2 separate regions of the Sus scrofa genome follow, and region 2 is linked to region 1. A link is a contact called in public promoter capture Hi-C data. All regions are on one chromosome and are shown on one strand. Each heading gives the region's core, a stretch centred on a gene start, on an enhancer-like site or on the middle of the called end of the contact. The rest is flanking DNA. Distances are from core to core; before and after follow the strand shown.

Evidence for each region. Promoter capture Hi-C pulls out the DNA fragments that hold promoters and counts their contacts.
Region 2: a contact with region 1 is called in a promoter capture Hi-C map of liver, with 6 times the contacts expected there. The contact joins the promoter of ACO1 here to the promoter of DDX58 in region 1. A contact is called at or near these places in 2 of 5 promoter capture datasets (fetal skeletal muscle and liver), 11 of 47 Hi-C or Micro-C datasets (embryonic fibroblasts, fetal heart ventricle, fetal liver and 5 more) and 2 of 2 datasets of contacts at active chromatin or transcription factors (alveolar macrophages and skeletal muscle).

The regions. Positions count from the first base shown.
Region 1 is chr10:33,890,091-33,893,852 of Sscrofa11.1, reverse strand. It overlaps DDX58 (DExD/H-box helicase 58), which reads right to left and starts at 2,042. Exons shown (of 18, transcript NM_213804.2): 1 at 1,937-2,042. The coding sequence starts at 2,042.
Region 2 is chr10:33,999,914-34,003,675 of Sscrofa11.1, reverse strand. It overlaps ACO1 (cytoplasmic aconitate hydratase), which reads left to right and starts at 1,781. Exons shown (of 21, transcript XM_003357729.3): 1 at 1,781-1,920. LOC110255598 reads right to left here and starts at 2,470. Exons shown (of 3, transcript XM_021064275.1): 1 at 2,110-2,470; 2 at 1,555-2,029. The coding sequence starts at 2,470.

The DNA.
Region 1 (3,762 bases), core at 793-3,292:
AAAGCTTCTATCCAGCCATAATGCTCCTTAGTGTCTCTGAACCCTGAATCCTCACTGAATCCTGACTGATAAAGTATATTTGTCACAAGTAAAGTTAAAACAGAAATCAGAACTTCTAAGGCAGCCAAGAAAAAAGCAGGAGATAGAGAAACTTTATCAATCTAATAGAAAACAGAGAAAGATGGGGAGAAAGCAAAAAGTTTTTGTGATAAATTATAAAGAAAGAAGCAGGAAAGGTGTAAACTAAATGAAAACAGTTGCCTCTGGGGAAGGGCTCAAAATAAAAACTCTATGATATCTTTGACATTCAAAAATAAGGCAGTATAGGAGTTCCCCTTATGGCACAGCAGAAACAAATCTAAGAACCATGAGGTTACCGTTTCAATCCCTGGCCTCCCTCAGTGGGTTAAGGATCTGGTGTTGCCGTGAGCTGCGGTGTTCAGATCTGGTGTTGCTGTGACTAAGGTGTAGGCCGGCAGGCAGCTGTAGCTCCAATTAGACTTCTAACCTGGGAACTTCCATATGCACATGTGCGGCCCTAAAACAAAACAAAACAATAAAAGAGTATACAAAATGTTCTTCAGCTTACTTTTTTTAAACTTACCTTTGGTGTTTTTATTGTGATTGTATTATAACTATAAATTAAAATTACTATCTCTGAAAAACTACTCCACCTATGCACTCCCATAGCACACTATGGTTTTCCATCAAAGCACTCACCACACTTTACTGATTTGGTTACATGCATTCACACATGCTCTCTGCTCTCTCTCAGGACAGGAACCATTTCTATAGATCCCTCAGTTCCCAACAGAACACTTCCTATTAGACAATATGTCTAGTAATATGTGTAAATTCCCTCCAAAGCTAGCCTAATACCTGACACATGAGTTCTGGCTTATTGAATCAATACACAAGTGCATGGGAAAAAGGAAATTAATATGATTATTAGGTGTCACTCATTCCAAGGATTTCTAAAAGAGATACAGAGGTCTTGTCCAACTTAGAGTCTTCAAGGACCCAAGCTCCTCTGTGGTTATTATGATGTTATTTTGTTACTTCTCTCTAAGCACAACTAGAAAGCAAGGGTGGGGTGGTGTGGAGGGGTCCATTTATGTTGGTGGCATTCTTTCACCTCTCACTCCACAGCCTGTGGTTTGGTTTTACACAGCAGTTAGCTCTCAAGTTACCTGCCTGCTTTAATGCAATTTCCAAAAATTGCCTCACTGCAGGAAAGCTCTGTAGGGGAGCCAGATCCCCTCTCTCACCTCGACTTCTTCCAGGCACCACTGTCTCCCTCTATTCCCCAAGCCCCTGCTCACCTCACCACCATGCACTTCTACACAAATTGGTAAAATGGCCATTCTCCATCATCATGGGCCCCATGAACTACATTCAACCTGAATCGAAGCCTGGAGCCTTTCACTCCAGGGAGTCTTGCTCCTCTCAAGCTTCCAGTTACTTGCAAGTGCAAATAAGGTCCCGCAGAGTAAGCCTCAACATCCTTGGCCTTCTGACTGCACTCTGTAATCACCGTCTCCCACCTCCAAATTCTGAGACTGTAAAGTATATTAAGGAAGGACTTGTATCTTATTTCTGAATCTTTGATGTCAGCACAAAGCCTAACACACGGTAAATGGAACTATTAGGAGAAACCAATAAAACGGACAGTGACTTGTTTCCCCAGCTTCTAATGTAAACAGTTGTGCACCCCTAAGCAAGTCATTTCATTTCGTTGAGACTCAGTTTCTTGACCTCGTCGGGCACCTCAAACTCCGACAATCTCGTCTAAAATGCTGTGGAGATGTTGCCACAAACCCGGCCTTCCTAGCAAGCTCCCAGTATTGAGTGAAAAAACAGGTGAAAGCAAGAGGGAAATAAGACCTGAACTGGGTTTTTTTGCTCCAAGGGCCAGGAGCGGCTGGGAAGCACTCACCGTCCCTAAACCAGGGGGCCATGTAGCTCAGGATGAAGGTGGGGTCGAGAGTCTTCCTGACATAGTCCCCGAAAGCGTGCAGATTCCGCCGCTGCTCTGCTGTCATACTGCCGGCTCAGCTTCTGGCCGCGCCTCGTCTGCGCCTGGCTGCACTAAAGCCCGGCGAGCCGGGAGTCTCCTAAAAAGCACCCCGCGCCGGGAGGCGGAGTAGCTGAAGAACCGAGAATCGAAACTGCGACGAGTTGGGAAAGGGCGGAACCGGCCCAACCCCCGAGCCCTCACTTTCCCAGCGCGGTTTCATTTCTTCTCGGATGCGTGGTTCCCCAACCGGCGGGCGCTCGCGGATCTAGAGCGCCCCAAGAGGACCCCTGGGGATTGCTTTTTGAGGTTCATCTTCTCTTCGTTTTGCTTTTACAGCGGTCGAGATACAGTAAAATGCACAGATTTTAAGCGTACAGTTCTGAGTTTTGGCAAATGTATGCGGTGTAACCACTTTTCCCAAGTTGTGTGGGTCGGAAGGGCAGAGTCTAACTTTACAGGAAGACGTCACCTTCCAAAATGGCCGTCCAGGGGCTCATTCCCACCTGGCGTGGGGTCGACAGGTGATGCACCTACAGGAAATACACACGTGGGACAGTTTGGTGTTTGTTTGTTGGATTTGGCTTGGAGTTTTGCCATATCTGCACTCCAAATATCTTCTCCCAGGCTGTGACTTATTTTCTTAAAAGTGTCTTTTGAGGGGTTCTCATCGTGGCTCAGTGGCTAACGAATCTGACTAGCATCCATGGGGACGCAGGTTCGATCCCTACCCTCGCTCAGTGGGTTAAGGATCCTGCCGTTTCCCTGAGCTGTGGTGTAGGTCACAGGCGCCGCTCGGATCCCCCGTCACTGTGGACGCAGCTACAGCTCAGATTGGACCCCTAGCCTGGGAGCCTCTATATACCACGGATGTGGCCATAAAAGGCCGGAAAAAAAAAAAAAAAAGTGCCCTTTGAGCACAAAGATATTTATCAGTTTCTCTTTTAAGTTTTATTTATTGCCTTGGTAAATCTTTGCCTTCTCTAAAGCCATAGAGATATTCTGTTTTCCTTTAGAATCTTTGTGTTTTTAGCTTTTACACTTAGGTTATGATATCTCAGATTAATCTCATTGTGGTGTGAGCTAAGTAAGGGTCAAGGCTTCTTTTTTTCCCATACTTCTAATTGTTCCCCACAAACTATTTCATTTGTTGAAAACGTTTCCTTCTCCAGTTGAATAATAGCCTTGGCACCTTTGTCAAAAAAAGTCAATTGCCTGTATATGTGCAGGCCTATTCTGTTCTACTTATCTATTTGCTAATACTGCTTTATTTTTTTGGGTAAATATTATATTGACTATTGTGGGGTCTTTGCATTTTACTATGAAATAATCAACCTGCCAATTCCTACCCCCCCCAAAAAAAAGCATATTGGATGAACCTGGGGTGATTTGACATTTTTAACAATATTTGAATCCATGAACAATTTTTCATTTATTTCAATCTTCTTTAATTTTCTCAGCAATATCTTATAGTAGTTAGAGTACAAATCTTATACATATCTGTTAAATTTATTCTTAACTATTTTATGTTCTTTGATGCTAATGTAAATTGAATTGTTTGAGGGGTTTTTTGGTTTTTTTTTTTAGGGCCACACCCACAGCATGTGGAAATTTCCAGACTAGGGGTCTAATCAGAGCTACAGCTGCCAGGCCCACACCACAGCCACAGCAACATGAGATCCCAGCCACATCTCCTCACACCACGGCTCACTGCAATGCTGGATCCTTAACCCACTGAGCGAGGCCAG
Region 2 (3,762 bases), core at 532-3,031, 110 kb before region 1:
AACCTCACAATAGCCAATGTTCATATAAATAAAATTTTATTTGGTTGCATAGAATGTAAAGCACAAGCTCTGGAATTAGATCAGCCTTTGCTCAAACCCCGGCAACACCACTTACAAGTTATATGACCTGAAGCAGGTCATATAATCATTCTGAATCTCAGTTTCCTCATCTGCAAAGTGGCAACAATGTCACAAGTCTCCAAGGGCTCTTGTAAGGATTCAATGGGACATTTAATCACATTTGGTTTGTATTAGTAGCTATGTTGAGGGGATTGGTGCTTAATTGTAAAGCAGATGGCCAGGGGATCCTGGTTTCCTGCGAAGGCAGCTCAGGAATTAAGGCACTCAGTAAGAAAGAGGGCATAAAAATTAAGACTATGACTGGCATGGAAAGGGGTGGCAGTTGGATATTTGTGGGAGGCTAAGATGAGCCCAAGAACTGCCTTTCCTTGTTATGAATGTAGCTTTTTCTTTTTTTTCCTTTTTAGGGCCACACTCATTCCCAGGCTGGGGGTCGAATAGGAGCTACAGCTGCCTACACCTAGATCCAAGTGGTATATGCAACCTATACCACAGCTCAAGGCAGCAACGCCAGATCCTTAGTCCACTGAACGAGGCCAGGGATTGAACGCAAGTCCTCATGGACACTGTTTGGGTTCATGACCCAGTAAGCTACAATGGGAACTCCTCAGGTTGGAGTTTGTTCAATGAAAGTGAATGAAAGGACTTTAGAAAGTGGGTGAGAAAAAAGTCTTCTCCCATACTGGAAATAAAAGGGATATGTCCTCTTTCAAAATTAAAGATAACCTTTTATATTTAAATATAAAATTTAAGTAGGGGACAGCTATAGCCTACCGTGCAGCATGATGAAATGGGGCTTAAGAGTCAGAAATCCCTGGGGACTGAATCCCAGCTAAGGAACATTTCATGTCTGCAAAACAAGGTCATATTTCTCCCTTTATGGGGCAATTGGAAGAAATGAACTGAATAACATATGCATCACAGGGCCCTGGCAGAGTAAGTACATGGTAACTGGTAGCAGCCGGAATCAGTATTAGTTATTATTTATTCATCCTTTTATTCAGAAACTCAAGACAGAAAACTATAATCACTCTCTATATAAACTGGGCAAGAATATCTCACCTTTCATCTAGAAAGACCTAATCATCCACCTTTGCCTGAGCAGGCGCAACTCCAAGCAACATATCAAAGCCGGTGCAGACAAAAAAACCCACTCAGTGTCAACTCGGCCATGTCTCTGACTTCTGAGAAGTGAACAGCCTGCATTAGGAAGTGTTGTTACACATTAAAAAATAAATAAATAAAATAAAAAAATTAACGTTTAAACTCTGCATTCGTAATCATGGAAACTTTGAAGTCCCCGCAAGTCATTCAGCGTGCTTTGCAAGTCATTAAAGACAGGGGTGGGGGTGGGGGCAAAAGGAAAGAGAGGGGAGGTGACCGCAGGTACCAGGGCGCCAGATAATGAAGCCTCCACCGAGACGGCCAAATCATTTTAAAATGCAGCATTTCTTCCCCGCGCCTTGGGCTTACTTTCTAGCGAGCCGGGCAGTCACACTCCACTCCCCATAGAGAGCGTGTCCCAGGCCCTGGGCCCGCGGAGGAGGATCCTGGCCGGAGACAGCTTCCGGCCAGCGACCTCTAGCCACCCTCCCTCCGGCGTGCGGGGGCGAGGTCTCCCGCAGCCTACAGGCCCCGCCCCACCCCGCCCCTCGGGCCTCGGGTCCTAGTCGGGCACCGGCCACCCCACCATCGCCCCGCCCCGGCTCCGCCCCTCGGCCGGTGGCCCGAGGGCGACAGAGGGAGGCGCTCGGAGGCAGCGGCTGGAACCAAGCAGCGCACTGGAGCGCCCCGCAGCCTGGTGCCGGGCCGCCCGTCAGACCCTGCCGTGCAGTACCGGTGAGTACTACGCGGCCCGACTGACGTCCCCAGGCCAGAGCGCTGCCCGCTCCGGCCCAGGCGGGGTGGGTGCGAGCCCGCGGCACCCGGGCACCTTCCCGGCGCCCGGCTGCAGCGCACAAGGTGGCCCGGGGCGAGGATCCGGGGAAGGCCGAGGGGAGAATCGGGGACTAGTTCCTGGGGACTGACCCCTCGCCCTGTCCCCAGATTGTGCCGCGCGGAGGACAGGGAAATGGCTCCCCTCAGCCTTATTTGCCTGGACTGTTCGGGCCGCCGGAAGAATCCACGTTGAGACAGTTCGGGCTGATCTGGGAAGTCCTAACCCCAAAGAGGGTGTGCGCCTCTCACGGAGCTGCGGGTGGCCAGATAGGGAAATCCGCACTGAGGAGGGCACAGATGGGGAGTCCACACTAACTGCTGAAATGAAAATGGAGGGGGAAGAGACCCTCGTGGAAGGGGTGGGCACAGAGCCCGTCCTATTGGATTCAGAGATCCAGGAAGGAGCACAGGCAGCCTTTCCTAATTCAGCCAGCACTTTAGAATGGCCCATCCTCCCTCCCTGCCACACTTAGAACCCTCCTCAGGGGGTGGTGTGAGGAGGTAGGGTGAGGGTGTTCCCGGGTGGGGGTAGGGAGTCTGGACAGCCTCTAGGATAGCCGTTCTCAAACTTTGGGGGAAGGAGTCAAAAACCCCTTTACTTAGGACTTTGGTTTATGTGGGTTATATGTATATGTACCATACATAACTAAAACAGAAATGTTTATTTAGAAATTCAGTTAAAAATAATAATGGATGTATTATATGTTGATATATTTTCATGAAAATAACCATTCTTTTCAAAACGGAATCTTAATGGGAAGAGTGGCATTGTATTGTATTTTTGCAAATCTCTTTAATGTCAGGTGTAATAGACAGCAGCTAGATTCCTACATCTGCTTCTGCATTCAGACTGTTGCACTATTACATGTGATGTAGCCTCTGGAAAACTGCACTGTAGACTCCTGAAAATGTGAGAGCGAGGATAGCAAATAGCATCTTGGTATTATAATGAAATGGTTTTGACCACGTGGCTCTCTTGGGTCCCCAGTACCACACTTTGAGAACCACTGGTCTAAGGAAATGCTTCAGAGGCTTTAGTCACTTCACCGGGCTTTAGACCCGCTTATTTGTGATCTTTCTCTGAATGGGAACACACACCACCCCCTGTGTGGACAGTGTTAACCTCTGGTAGGTTCAGCCAAGCCTGACCTCACTCTGGAAACCGGCAGGGCTCTCAGATGCCTCTGGCTGCCTGCAGAGCTGAGCCGTGCGTGTCCAGATTGTGGCAGTCATGTGGCACACAGGACCTGTGCCTTCAGAGACCTGCCGATGGGGAGCCGGGGCCAAGTGTGGAGGAGTTTGTGCAAGTTGAGAAGTTCATTTCCAAAAGAACAGGGAGGCATGTTTTTGCCTTCCTTTCCTCCATGTTCATTTCTGTGAGTGGCTGTGTGGCCTGGAGTTTATTGGAATATGATCCCCCCAATCTTGGGGCTCCTTCACTTTGCACTTTCAGAGCTATGTCCCTGTGAGTGGCCCTTTCCTAGCCCCTGCCAGAATCCAGTGTCTGTCCTGCCTGCTGGTGTGTGGTAGGTGTGATCCCTCACTGGATCATTTCCTTGGCTTCTTGTTCACACATATATGTAGCCTTATAAATATGTGGAAGACAGGCATACCAAACTATTAACAGTAGCCAGTTCCAGGCAGTGGTATCCAGAGTCCATGGAAGGAACCTGTTACTCTTTGTAATATCACATGTCTGCCTAGCTTGCAGCATTCGTGTATTGCTTTTACCACCTGAAAACA